Regions from separate parts of the Mus musculus genome. Here regions 1 and 2 are each linked to region 3. Evidence: chromatin contacts called from public Micro-C and promoter capture Hi-C data. All regions are on one chromosome and are shown on one strand. The core of a region is the stretch at or near the end of the contact, and the rest is flanking DNA. Distances in the headings are between cores, read along the strand shown.

Region 1 (4,107 bases), core at 1,228-3,727, 300 kb before region 3:
TGGTTATATCATTATTACACCCATGAAATTAGACATTGTTGTTACTGTTTATACAAATGGTTCTCGTTTATCTGTTCTTACATATTTGGAGTGCTATTGATGAAAATACATCAGTGTTATTTGCCTGAAAAAAGTATATTATGTTCAAACTTTAATGGCAATTTTTTTCTGGGCACAGGACACTAGACTAGTGATCTTATTTTTGTTAACGCCATTGTCACAGAGAAGTTAGTTGTCAAATTAGCTATTATTCTCCCACAAAGATGTAATAGATAACCTGGGGTATTAATGCTATTTCTGCTACTGCTGCTCTTTCCTACCCATGTAGTGGGAAGGGGAGGGGGCTGAAGAAGTTTGGGCATAAAACTTTAGACTACAAAGTGTTGGTTTAGATCGATCTTATTTCAACTTGCCTGGAATATTTCGGACTTCATGCTTCTAAGAATTCAGACCTAATCTTCAAATACTACATCTTCGAATTATCTCTGTTCTTCACCTAGAAGTTCACCTATGCAAGCGCTGCACTGCCTCTGACTCTGTCCTGGTTCTTGGTTTCTCCTTTATACTATAGCATCTCTTTCTCTCGCTGCATTCTTCATTTCTTCAGAGGTTTTCCTGATCATTAATACTTCCTAGTCACTAATTCTCTCTTCAGCTTTGTCTAAGTGACTACAATTCACTGTCCTTTTAATTTCGATCGCTATAATTTCAGTGATTATTTTAAGTCCATTCACTCTTTTAGGTCCTTTGTCTTGTGTAGCCTCCCCACCCCCAGCCTGGAACCTGCTGGCTCAGGGGTGGAGTTTCCTGCTCATTCGTTCTGCCACGCCCACTGCTGGACAGTGCCGCTTTGCTGCTTGGAGCCACACACTTGTTCACCCTGCTACTGGACCCCAAGACCAGTTGGCGAGAATCGGGTTCCCTCCCCCTTCCTTTATAACTGAATGTCAGAACTAGTAAAATTGAGCTTTGAACAGGATGAACTTGTCTTGGCTCCATTTCTTCTTTCTCCACGTCTAGTTCCTCCCTTAGCTCGAGTGGCCATCTCAGTCGAACCGTTCACATTGCGAGCTGCTGGCCGGCCGCAACAGTCTTGCATTATATTCATAGTTCAAATGTTCTATATGTTTTGAAATGAGTTGCCTATATTAATGTGGGCTAGGAAACTTGGTAAGGTAGAGTGGGTTTGAGACCCCGGAAACTCAGTTACACAGTCTAGACTGTGGGTACCCCGATACTCCCTGCCAGATTCCTAGCCTGGAACACTGCTCATGCCACACTCCCTACATAGGCCACGTAGCCCAAAACAGGGTCCTCCATGCTAATGAGGTACCTAGAAGCCCCGAGGGTTTAGCCAAGAAGCATCTCTTCACAGATATCCCTGCTTGCAAAAGGTATTTAAACTCTGACCCACCCTGAGAAATGGGTACACATCCAATTTGCAACAACCAATAAACAGTTTGGAAGCAAGGATTGTCTCTTTCATCTACCATTGTCATCAGGAATATGGAGAAGGCCTTCACCTACAGAGCTGAACCACCTAAGTCTCCCATAGAAGGCCTCTGTGTGCTTCTAGACAACCATTGCTACCTTTGCTGATGAGCTAAGCCAAGAACTTCCAGCCCCAGCCCCAGGCCATTCTCAGCCTGAGGGGCCCCAAACGTTCCAGTCTCAGGCCAGTGGGCCCCCAACACTTTGCTCAGACTTCTCTGTGCAGTTTTCTAGCAGCACATCAGACTGGACTGATACAACTGGGCAAGCTATGAGAGGTACATCACTCCTTCTGTGACCTCTGTCTCGCTTCCTGCTCTGATTCCCCTCAATAATGGACTGTCATCTGTGAAGCGAATCAAACCCTTCAGCCCTCCAATTGTGCTTGGTCATATTTGCTCACAGCAGTAAACACCTAAAGAGGACAGGTAGCCACCTGTAATGCCACCACTTGGTAAGCGGATACATGGTACCTCTAGATTAAGCTGGCTGTCTAGAGTAGCCAGAGTTGGCAAGCTCCAGGTTCAGTGAGAGACCTTGCCTCAGAAAATAAGTTGAACAGTGATATAGAAAGATACTCAATATCAACTTCAGTCTTCCACAAGCACGGAGCCCTCCTACACACGCATGTGCTTATACACACATGAGCACACAGACATACATGTGTGCATCGCACATATATGTACATGTGCAGACAAAACTTTTAAGGACCTAGAGCAGACGTCATAAGCTATTTGAGTGATTCACCATTATACTTTCCTCCCACAGAGGCCACTGGATCTCTAGAGGGAAGGTTCTCTCTTGTTCAATTGTCTCTCCTGTGGCTACAGAACAAGGCTTTCCCTAAAGTGGATTCTCCAGAAATACATGCCTTAGGAGCCGGCCTCTACCTGTACTTACACAAAAGGCTTCTTTAGTGTGAGACTGGTGTGTTGCAACATGTCTGTAGTCTTCCTCCTTCCCCACTGGATTAGGCCTCTTCTAGGTGGGAGGGAGGAGTTGCTCGGCTGACTTTGTGTTCTCAGAACTTAGTTTCCAACTTGGCTTGTAACAAGCAAAAAAATACACAATTGACTCAAACGAGTCAGATCATCACTGCAGAAGACTGGAGTCCAAGGCTGGGGAAGTCAGCCTTTCTCATTTCAAGACCAGCATTGGATCCGGGCTTCTGGGGAGACAGACTCACCTGCTTACGCTGAAGCAATGGGAACCTAGAGCTGGCTTGGTGGACAAGACCTGGTGTCTTTTTGGAGAGTTTTAACTGAAGGTCCAGAGTAGGAGAGGGAATACATTTTTGCTTTCCTTGTGCAAAAATCAGAACCATTTCTTCCTGCTGCAGACTCTGATGAATAACTCAAAAGGAAAAACTAATCCCTCTGTCATCCATTTATTTTAAGGAAAACAGATGTGAAATACTTTCAAATCTCTGGTTTTTCTAAGCTTTGTAAATGAGCTTAGATCGGCAGCCTTGAAATAGTAGCATATGTGGTAGAGCAATGCTTTCCTATAAAATTCCATAAATAAGCGTTTGAATATGGCCTCCGGTATATTTTGGGGAGAGACATCCCTAAATTAAGATTCCCAAGCTTCTTGATATACTACTTCTGGGGGTCATTTCAGCTCTGCACTCTTGGCAGAGGTCTCCCATGCCTGGGTCAGCTGACCTACGGGTGAGTGACACTCGGAGAACCTGTCAGCCAGGATGCAGGCCACTCCCTTCTCTGCACAGCAACTTGGGCAAAGAGCTCCAGATGCGGCGGCCTGTGCGTGCCACACATGTGCCTCACTGCACTCAGAAAACTTCCCTCTACCTGTTGGCCACCCTTGTTGGGTGCTTTGCCACCCTTGGCTTTTTATTCTGCCGTGATTTTCAAAAGTTCCGTTACAGAGCCTGACTTAACTCTTACCTGTTGCTCAGTGATTCTCTACGGAAACAGAAATAATCCTTCATCCTCCCTCAGTTGCCAAAGTGAGTCTGTGCTGCGTGTGCTGCGTGTGTGTGTGTGTGTGTGTGTGAGTATGTATGTGTGTGAGTATATGTGTGTGTGAGTATGTGTGTGAGGGTGTGTGTGTATGTGTGTATATGAGTGTGAGTGTGTGTATGAGTGTGTGTGTATGTGTGTATGTATGTGTGTGTATGTACGTGTATGTGAGTGTATGTATGTGTGTGAGAGTGTGTGCGTGAGAGTGAGTAAGTATGCATGTGTGTGAGTGTATGTATGTATTTGTTTGTGTAAGTATGTGTGTGTGTATGTATGTATTAGTATGTGTGAGTATGTGTGTGTGAGAGAGTGAGCTTGTGTGTATGTGTATGAGTGTATGTATGTATTTGTGTGTGTATGAGTGTGTGTGTGTGTGTGTGTGTACTCTAAGTTCAATGTATCTGACACCCTTTTCTGTTACCTCCACAACATCTGCATACATGTCCATATAATGCCCCAACACATACACACACACAATGAATCGTAACGCATCTTTTTTTAAACTACAAAGGTAAAGTGACTAATAATTTTTTTCTAAAATTCATATGGATTGCCAAAACCATAGAAACATATAAACTCTGCTCTATAAAGCCAGAATGGATGGGCGATAGGAAAAAAACATAATTTCAAACAG
Region 2 (3,617 bases), core at 439-2,938, 260 kb after region 3:
AAACACCGATGCCTATATAAGGAGAGAGAGAGAGAGAGAGATCATTAATGTAGGTGCTAATCCAATGAGTGACGTCCTTATAAGAGAGCATGGCATAGGCAGAAGTGATAAAAAGAGATTAGGATACAGGCACTCACATACAAAGATGTCCCTTTGAAGGTGGGACCTAGGTAGATGGCTATCTGCAAGCAAAGTGGAGCCTTGGATGAAAGCAGCCCTGACATCTTTATCTTCTACTCGGAGCCTCCAGTATTATGGGAAAAAACATTTCCATTGCATAAACCACTCAGCCTCTTTTATCTTGGAAAATTAACGCAACCTCTAATATATAACTTTTACACTCAACTAAGTCAGACTCTCTATTCTGCAAAAATAAAGTAATACTAAGCACCCAAGCAAACCCCACATAAAACAATCTTTTAAATGCTTTTCCAAATTTCTAGTAACTCAGTGCCTTGTGCAAGTGCTCCATCTCTGAGCTGTATACTCCCACCCGTTCTGCTATAATTCATTTTGACTTTCTTTTCTCAGAAGCTTGAAGCCTATTTCCCTCTTAATTACCCCAATTAATATCATATTCCCAATGATAAAAAGGAGAGCATCCTCCAGTTTGGTTATTAACTCTTGTTTGGTAAGTAACACATCAATACAGTAGTCTCCCTTTTGCTGGAGTTTTGCTTTCCTGTTTCAATTACCCACAGACGATATAGTTCAAAATATTAAGGACTTCCTAAACAGTTAACTCCTCAAGTTTTTAGTTGCCATCTCACTCTGAGTATCATGATGAAAATTTGCTCCATCCTGCTCTGGCCCAGCTGGATACATTTTCTAAACAACCTTATAGTATCCCAGGAGCCACACAGTCAGATCAACTGTTAAGTACGCAGTGCCTGAACTGGGTCCCCTTCAGTTAGTTAAGCCTGATGCGGAGGCTACAACGCCTCCATCAGCACACCCAAATAAGGCAGAAGAAGGCAGGGCTCCGAGAAGGGATGGATTTCATCTCTCCTTTCTTCAGGGGCAGCTTTCCTGATGACGGTTCACCGACTTGGCATGCTAAAGTCGCCCCTCGATCAGAGGGATGTCAAGCTAACTCTGGTTGTGGGGTACCCGCCAGATCGGCGAGGTGGGAAGCAGAGCTTCAAGGACCAGCGAGATGGCTGTTTGGGTCTAGCAGGCGAGGTGTGTATCCCCGACAGGCTGGAGTAAGGAGACTCGGGGAGGTGGTGTCCAGGGCACAAGCAACCTCGTCTGCCTTACGTAGGCTCACGAGCGTCCGTTTTATAACAAGCCACTGCAGAGCCCCGTGAGGCCAGGAGGACGCCGCTGCAATTAAAACCGGATCAGACCCTGGTTTCGTCACGTTTGAATTATGTAAGCTAGAGCAGGGCACCGAACCTCTCCCGAGCCTCTGGGTCGCTTCCCCAGAAGGAAGGATGACAGTCCCCGCCGCGCCGGGCGCACGCGTGTCTGCGGGCGCCTGCCATCGCGCCCTTCGGGGCGTGCGAGCCACGGCCGGAGCGCTCCGGGGCAGCCAGCGGGCGGGCGAGCTGGAGGGAGGCGGCGCCGCGAACTCGCCGCCGGTGCTGGGCCGCGCTCCCCGCGTTTGAAGTCTCCGGCGCGGCCGCTGGTTGGCCGGCGCGGGTCACGTGCGCGCAGGCAGGAGTTTCCCCGACAGCTGGAGGCTGCGTGGGATCCGGCGGCGGCGGCGGCAGCGGCGGCGGCGACGGCGGCGGCGGCGGCTGCAGCTCGCGGCGCGGCCTTCCCCGCCCCCTCGCCTCCGCGCTTCCGCCGGCCCCTCACCCCGGCGCTGACAGACCGGCGCGCGTCGGCAGCGAGCATGGGCGACAAGAAGAGCCCCACCAGGTAGGGCGCCCGCCGGCGGAGCGCCCGCGGCCCGGGGTCCCGTGGCGTGGCGTGGAGCGGCGCGGCGCGGGGCGCGCGCGTGTGTGTGGGGAGAGGGGGTGCGGCGCGGCGCGGCGGGGCGCGCGGCTGCCCACAATGGGCCGCGATGGCGGCCGGGGTCAGCGGCCGCGCTCCCCTCCCCCGCGCGGCGCCGGGCGGGGCGGGGGTCGCGGGCCGGGCGGGGCGGGGCGCGGGGCCGGGCGCGGCCTGCGGCTGACCCCGCGCTGCGTCGTGTCCGGTTGTGTCCTGCAGGCCGAAGCGGCAGCCGAAGCCCGCCTCGGATGAGGGCTACTGGGACTGCAGTGTCTGCACCTTCCGGAACAGCGCCGAGGCCTTCAAGTGCATGATGTGCGATGTGCGGAAGGGCACCTCCACCCGGTGAGTCCGGCGCGCCCGTGGATCCCCCGCGGGGCCCCCCGCGCGACGCGGGACGGCGGGGCGGCCAGCCAGGCGGCGGCCGCGGTGGGGCGCGACCCGGCTGAGCCGCGGCTGGCGGCGAGGGCTCGGTGGCGGCGGCGGTGGCGCCTGCTGCGGAGGATGAATTATCCATGGGGGTCGCCGGCCGCTGCCGTGCCGTGCCGTTCCATGCGTGGCCGGTGCGGTGCCCCCTCCCCAGCCGGGCGCAGAGACCGTGATCGCTGGTCGCATTGTGGTGTTAGTGTGCGGGGAGGGGGCGGGGACGGGGAGCCGGGGCGGGGGAGGGGACGGAGGAAAGGCCGCGATGTCACTCGGTCCCCCTGGGGAAAAAGTATCGCTTGTAGGATCGTAATGGATTAAACTTTCTTAGTAACGGATGTCCGGAAAGGGTCAGGCCAAGGTTTCGCGTCTGGGTTTTTTTTTGTTGTTGTTCTATTTCTGTAATAATTTTTTACAGTTAAGTAGTTGGTTGGGAGGTGAACCCAGCAACGCAGTTTTACTCCAGTGCCTGGATATTTTTACACAAACGAGATGACATGATCTTTGTCTGTTGCCGGCCCTGGATTTGTTGTATGGTAGGCATATAGTATTATAATTGTCTTTCCAAAAAAAAAAAAAAAAACCATTTAAAAGAGTTAAATTTAGGAAATTCGAACTCAGTAGCATTCTTGATCTGTCTCCACTTGGTCATAGTTCCCTTGGGAAGGCCGCCTTTAAATCCACTTCTACAGTGATTTGTAGCAATATTTAAGTAAGGCATTTATTTTGCTGCTATGAAGCCTATTCAAATACAAATGATTACAGAATACGGGGAATTTTCTGTTTGAAACAGAGGGCCTGTATAATTTTGACATTCTAAATAGTCAAAGTTATTTCTAAAAATGATGTATCCTGTTTTTTTTTTAAAAACTCAGTTTATAGAATTTTACTAACATTGTAAGTGTAGAGACATGTCAGGATTTTATTGTTTCTACAATACTGGTTGTTTTTGACATACCTGTCATAAATCTCAATAGGTTTTTACTACGAATTCTCATTTACATTGAATACAATATTTTTAGTATTTCTTGGTGTCTATTAAAAAGCAAGGTTTTAAATCCCTTTTAAGTTCAAGGAAAGATTCTAAAAAGAGAAACTACTTGCTATTTCTGGACTCACGTTTTAAGTGTTTTGGAAAGCACGGTGTATATGTCTATATAAGGATGGAAACGGCTTAGTGTATAATATATGTGTATTTGTAAATGAGCAATATGGAGATCATTTGACTTGGGTTTTTTTTTTTTTTTTTTTTTTTT
Region 3 (3,785 bases), core at 879-3,378:
ATAGCCCAGGAATTGGATAGTTCTCGGACTTGGGTATCATCCTCTTTACCAAGGAGGAACTTAGGGTCATTGATGCTAATGACACCCCTTTAGACTCCGTTTGGTAAATGATGGGGCTTAGGATGTAAAATCAGTTTACTCTCATCTCAGACCATCCCTTGGACTGCCCAAGTCATTTCTTGAGCATCTTGCTTTGAAAAGCAAGTGTTGGCTACAAAGATGTTTGTTTCTAGTACATTGTTTCTAGTACAGAGGTCACCACTTCTTGAGAGGATCCTCGTGCATGATGTGTTTGCACCACATCTCATAATCGATGCTCAGTTTTAAGGAGAGCTTCTGGGATATAACAGCTGCAAGCCCTCTGCAACCACACTCATGTCATACTATAACATACAGAACACGTTCTCCTTTTAATAGGGAGGTCCAAGTGCAGGCTACACAGTATAGCCTTTCCTCTAGCTTCTCCTACCCTACTCTGCCGCAGAAGGGAGGAGACTGTGTTGATAAACCCACTACATCGCTCAATTTTTAATTTTTGAAAACCCAATGTACTTTGAAGTTTTAAGGGGGAAAAAACATAGAAATCCAAGACGTTAATAAAGACAGTAGAATTCGCCCTTTAAAAGTACTAATTTTCCACTATGTCTAGACATGAAATGAGTCAATTTTTTGCCGGTTTTCTCCGGCAGAAAGGTTAGTTAGTATCTCCATGCTTATAGCTTAAAAGAAGTATTTGTACGGACAAGATGAAGAGATACAACTTTAAAGGCCAAGGCCAAGGAAATGCTGAGGAGCGAAAAGGCTTGGGTCACGAGGGAGAGGGTTTCAATAGCAGCAGCCTGTGCCAGTCAGTAGCATCCAGGATGTTAACCGACTGAGGAGTAAGAGGTGAGGAAAACAGACTCTAGCTTTGGAGCTCCCTCGTTTGACTTTAGTTATCGTCACTTTACATCTTCGTAATCCATTGGCTTCATTTTTAACGAAGCTCTCTTTGCTTCGCCACCAAAGAAATGGAAAATGCTTGCTACCAGAGAAAGTCCTAAAATGGTCGGTCAGCTTTGGTTATCCTCAAAGAGATACAAATCCATCAATCAAGGTCATCCTCTCTACTCGCAACACTCAAAGCCTTCTCGTCCTGGAGGATGCTTCTTTCAGCATCTTGGAAGGTTTAGAAGACATAGGGAGGTCCACAAAGGTCCAGCTTTGTAGGGACACATGTCAAGTTGTCATTACCAGCTGCAGTGGGCTCTGCCCTCTGAGATATGGGATCATAGTGTCCATTCCACAGATCCGGGAGTAGAGAAGGTAAGAGGATAAGGTTTAAGGGGCCCTGCAAATGTCAGGGCAGAACTTTGAAACAGCCAGAGTCCCTGTTGACCGTGGGCGACTGAGCCTGACAGCCCAGCCCAGCCCAGCCCTGGGAACCGGGTACAGTGAAAACACGGAGAGTGGCTTGGTCAATGAAAAATTATCCTCATGGTGGAATGAAGGCTTTGGACCCTGCATCTAGTGCACCCTGCTAACTTGGTCCTGGCCCCAGACACCGCGGTCCTCGAGGGTCCTCAGCTGTAACCCTCAGGCTTTTTCCTTGAAACGATCACTTTGGCCTTCCTGATCTGAAATCTCACCCCTTGGCTGTGGAGCTGACTTAAGTAAGGCCAGTCTGGGGAATTACACAAAATAGGATCGAGTCCAGGTGGGTTTATCAGAGGCGAGAGCTCCGGAAGGAATTCAGAGTTTAATTAACTCGTGCCCTCTGTACACGCCCCCAAAGGAAAGGGAACCCTAATAGGGACCCCATCAAAGTGTTTGATCAGAGGAAATTGGGTTCGCCTTTTCCTCTCCTTCACCTTTCCTATCTGGCAATCAATCCATCTGGATTATTGGCTGAACCTGGGCAACAGCATTAAAAAGGGCACAGAATCGGAGGCGGGGCGGGGCGGAGACTGGCGGGCCTGCAGACCGCAGCCCGGCCGGTGCTGCCTCGCGGGAGGGATCGCGGCCCCGCACTGTGCGCGTGGGCGCGCAGAGCCGCCTGGATCCCCTGCGTCCGCGCTCCGGGATTTCGCTGGCGCCGGCGCGACGGCCGGGGGCGGGTGCTCTGCAGCGGCCGGGACTGGAGCGCGCACTCCGCCTGCAGCCGAGCAGCGGCCCGGGAGCCGCCACCACCTTGCAAGCCCCGCGCCGCCTGCGCTGACCTGGACCGCGCGGCCGCAGCGCTACGGGCCCGGCTGCGGACGCTCCCGGGGCTGCGCACGCGGGAGCGCGCCTGACGCGGAGGACCGCAGCTCTCAACGCCACCGCCGAGGACCGCGCGGCCGCCTCTCGCGCGTGGGGTGAGTGGCGAGGGGCGCCGCGGCTCGGGCCGCGTTGTCACGGCGCGGGGTGGGACGTCCGGCGGTTTGGGAGCGCGGGGACCGCACGAGAAGAGCTGCTGGGCTGTGGCTGCCTAGAGGCTGGGCACACGGCCCCCTCGTGCTGCGTGGCAGCCAGGTTCCCCCTGCGCCGAGGCCAGCTGCATGGCCCGGAGCCCGGCCACGCGAGATCGGGGAGGCGAGGGTGAGTGGCTGAGGATCGCCTGTCACCTACTGGCGTCGGCGGGGAGACTAGGCGCCTAGCGTGCCCGGGAAGGGCTGCCTGCCCTGGAGAGGCAGCCGCAGCCTGCCCTCGGTGGAGACCCCTGCTCTGCACGCAGCTCGCCCGTGGGAGAGGAGGGGAGCCGCGACGTCCTCCCTTCTGGCAGAAAAAGTTGAAGAAACTAGGTCTGTTAATAATTAGCAGGAGCGGGACTCGGGATGCAGCAGAAAGCTGTTGAGTTTTCATTGCCCTCTAAGAAAAACAAACGGCATCGCCAACGACTATTGGCAGGGCCGTGTTATTTTTGGGACTTTGGGAAAATTGTCCACAGATTGCGTTCGGGAGACTGAAGACGGGGGGTGTACCCGGGAGGTCGTGGGGACGGCTGGCACAGCTTTGAGTCCCAGCCCGCCCCTGTAGGACTCAGAGTCTTAAGCCTGACGCACTTGGTTCCTGGTTTTAAAACGTGTCAGAGGCAGAACTGCAGCCAGGATCAAGGAGAAGAACGCACCGCGAACCGGCCTAAAAGGAGCATGTGTAAAAATCGCTGGCGGAGCCCAAGTGCACTTGTGCTGTTTAAAAAAAAAAAAAAAAAAAAAAAAAAAAAAAAAAAAAAAAAAAAAAAAAAAGAATGTTGCATTTGTGGCTTTTAGGGTAGGTTTTATGAATGACAAATTATACTTGATGAAATTGTATCTCCTATCTGTCCCTGAACAGTTCTGTCTGCCGCCTGGTTTTAATCAGCGCTTTGGGAAGGCAGTGTCTGCGCTGATGTTATATAATTGACATGGTTCGCCATCAGATATTTTTAATGTACTTTCGGACGAAAGAAACTTCATCTGTCTCTTCAGACAGGCTCAAGGTGTAGACAGAGTGAGGGCTGCAAAGGTTTGCCCTCCTCTAGCTCCAGATGTGTGAGCTCAGCTGTTGCCTGTCACTTAGGTGACAACTGGCCTTTTTCTGACTAAGCCTTTGCTGTCGCCATTATCCTCAGTAAAGTATCAGTGTTCGGAGGCCTTCTATTACCAAGAGTGGGACCGGGCCCCTTGGGAGGTGTCAGCCGTGTTTGACCATCCCTAACAATATGTCTGTTTTTAGAATAGAAAGGGGGGGAGGACCAAAAAAAACCCTGACAGCAAGATAGATACACTTTTAGATTAAGACCAACCTAATCTAAAAATTCTGTTTTAATCAAGACAGCTCCGTAA

Evidence for each region. Promoter capture Hi-C pulls out the DNA fragments that hold promoters and counts their contacts. Hi-C and Micro-C count contacts between places; a contact is called where the count stands out from the background.
Region 1: a promoter capture Hi-C map of hippocampal neurons shows a contact between it and region 3, with 6 times the contacts expected there. The contact joins the enhancer-like site here to the promoter of Prickle1 in region 3. A contact is called at or near these places in 11 of 39 promoter capture datasets (the 3T3-L1 cell line, 3T3-L1-derived adipocytes, cranial neural crest and 8 more), 1 of 15 datasets of contacts at CTCF or cohesin (the NIH/3T3 cell line), 5 of 484 Hi-C or Micro-C datasets (the P5424 cell line, cerebral cortex, embryonic fibroblasts and 2 more), 13 of 115 datasets of contacts at active chromatin or transcription factors (the NIH/3T3 cell line, the SCID.adh cell line, T-cell acute lymphoblastic leukemia and 10 more) and 1 of 9 other capture datasets (embryonic stem cells).
Region 2: a Micro-C map of embryonic stem cells shows a contact between it and region 3, with 5 times the contacts expected there. The contact joins the promoter of Yaf2 here to the promoter of Prickle1 in region 3. A contact is called at or near these places in 3 of 39 promoter capture datasets (embryonic stem cells, hippocampal neurons and liver), 14 of 484 Hi-C or Micro-C datasets (CD4 T cells, CD8 T cells, cerebral cortex and 8 more), 6 of 115 datasets of contacts at active chromatin or transcription factors (embryonic stem cells, extraembryonic endoderm stem cells, stem cell-derived neural progenitor cells and 1 more) and 1 of 9 other capture datasets (adipose tissue).

What each region holds. Positions count from the first base shown.
Region 1 is chr15:93,895,536-93,899,642 of GRCm38.p6, reverse strand. No RefSeq gene overlaps it. Among named protein-coding and RNA genes, the nearest start is that of 9430014N10Rik, 30 kb to the left of the region's middle. Within about 2 kb of position 2,477, at least 8 of the 459 cell types and tissues checked have an H3K27ac peak or open chromatin away from gene starts, as enhancers often do.
Region 2 is chr15:93,335,006-93,338,622 of GRCm38.p6, reverse strand. Yaf2 (YY1 associated factor 2) reads left to right here and starts at 1,688. Exons shown (of 4, transcript NM_024189.6): 1 at 1,688-1,866; 2 at 2,158-2,283. The coding sequence starts at 1,841.
Region 3 is chr15:93,594,245-93,598,029 of GRCm38.p6, reverse strand. It overlaps Prickle1 (prickle planar cell polarity protein 1), which reads left to right and starts at 2,128. Exons shown (of 8, transcript NM_001033217.5): 1 at 2,128-2,336.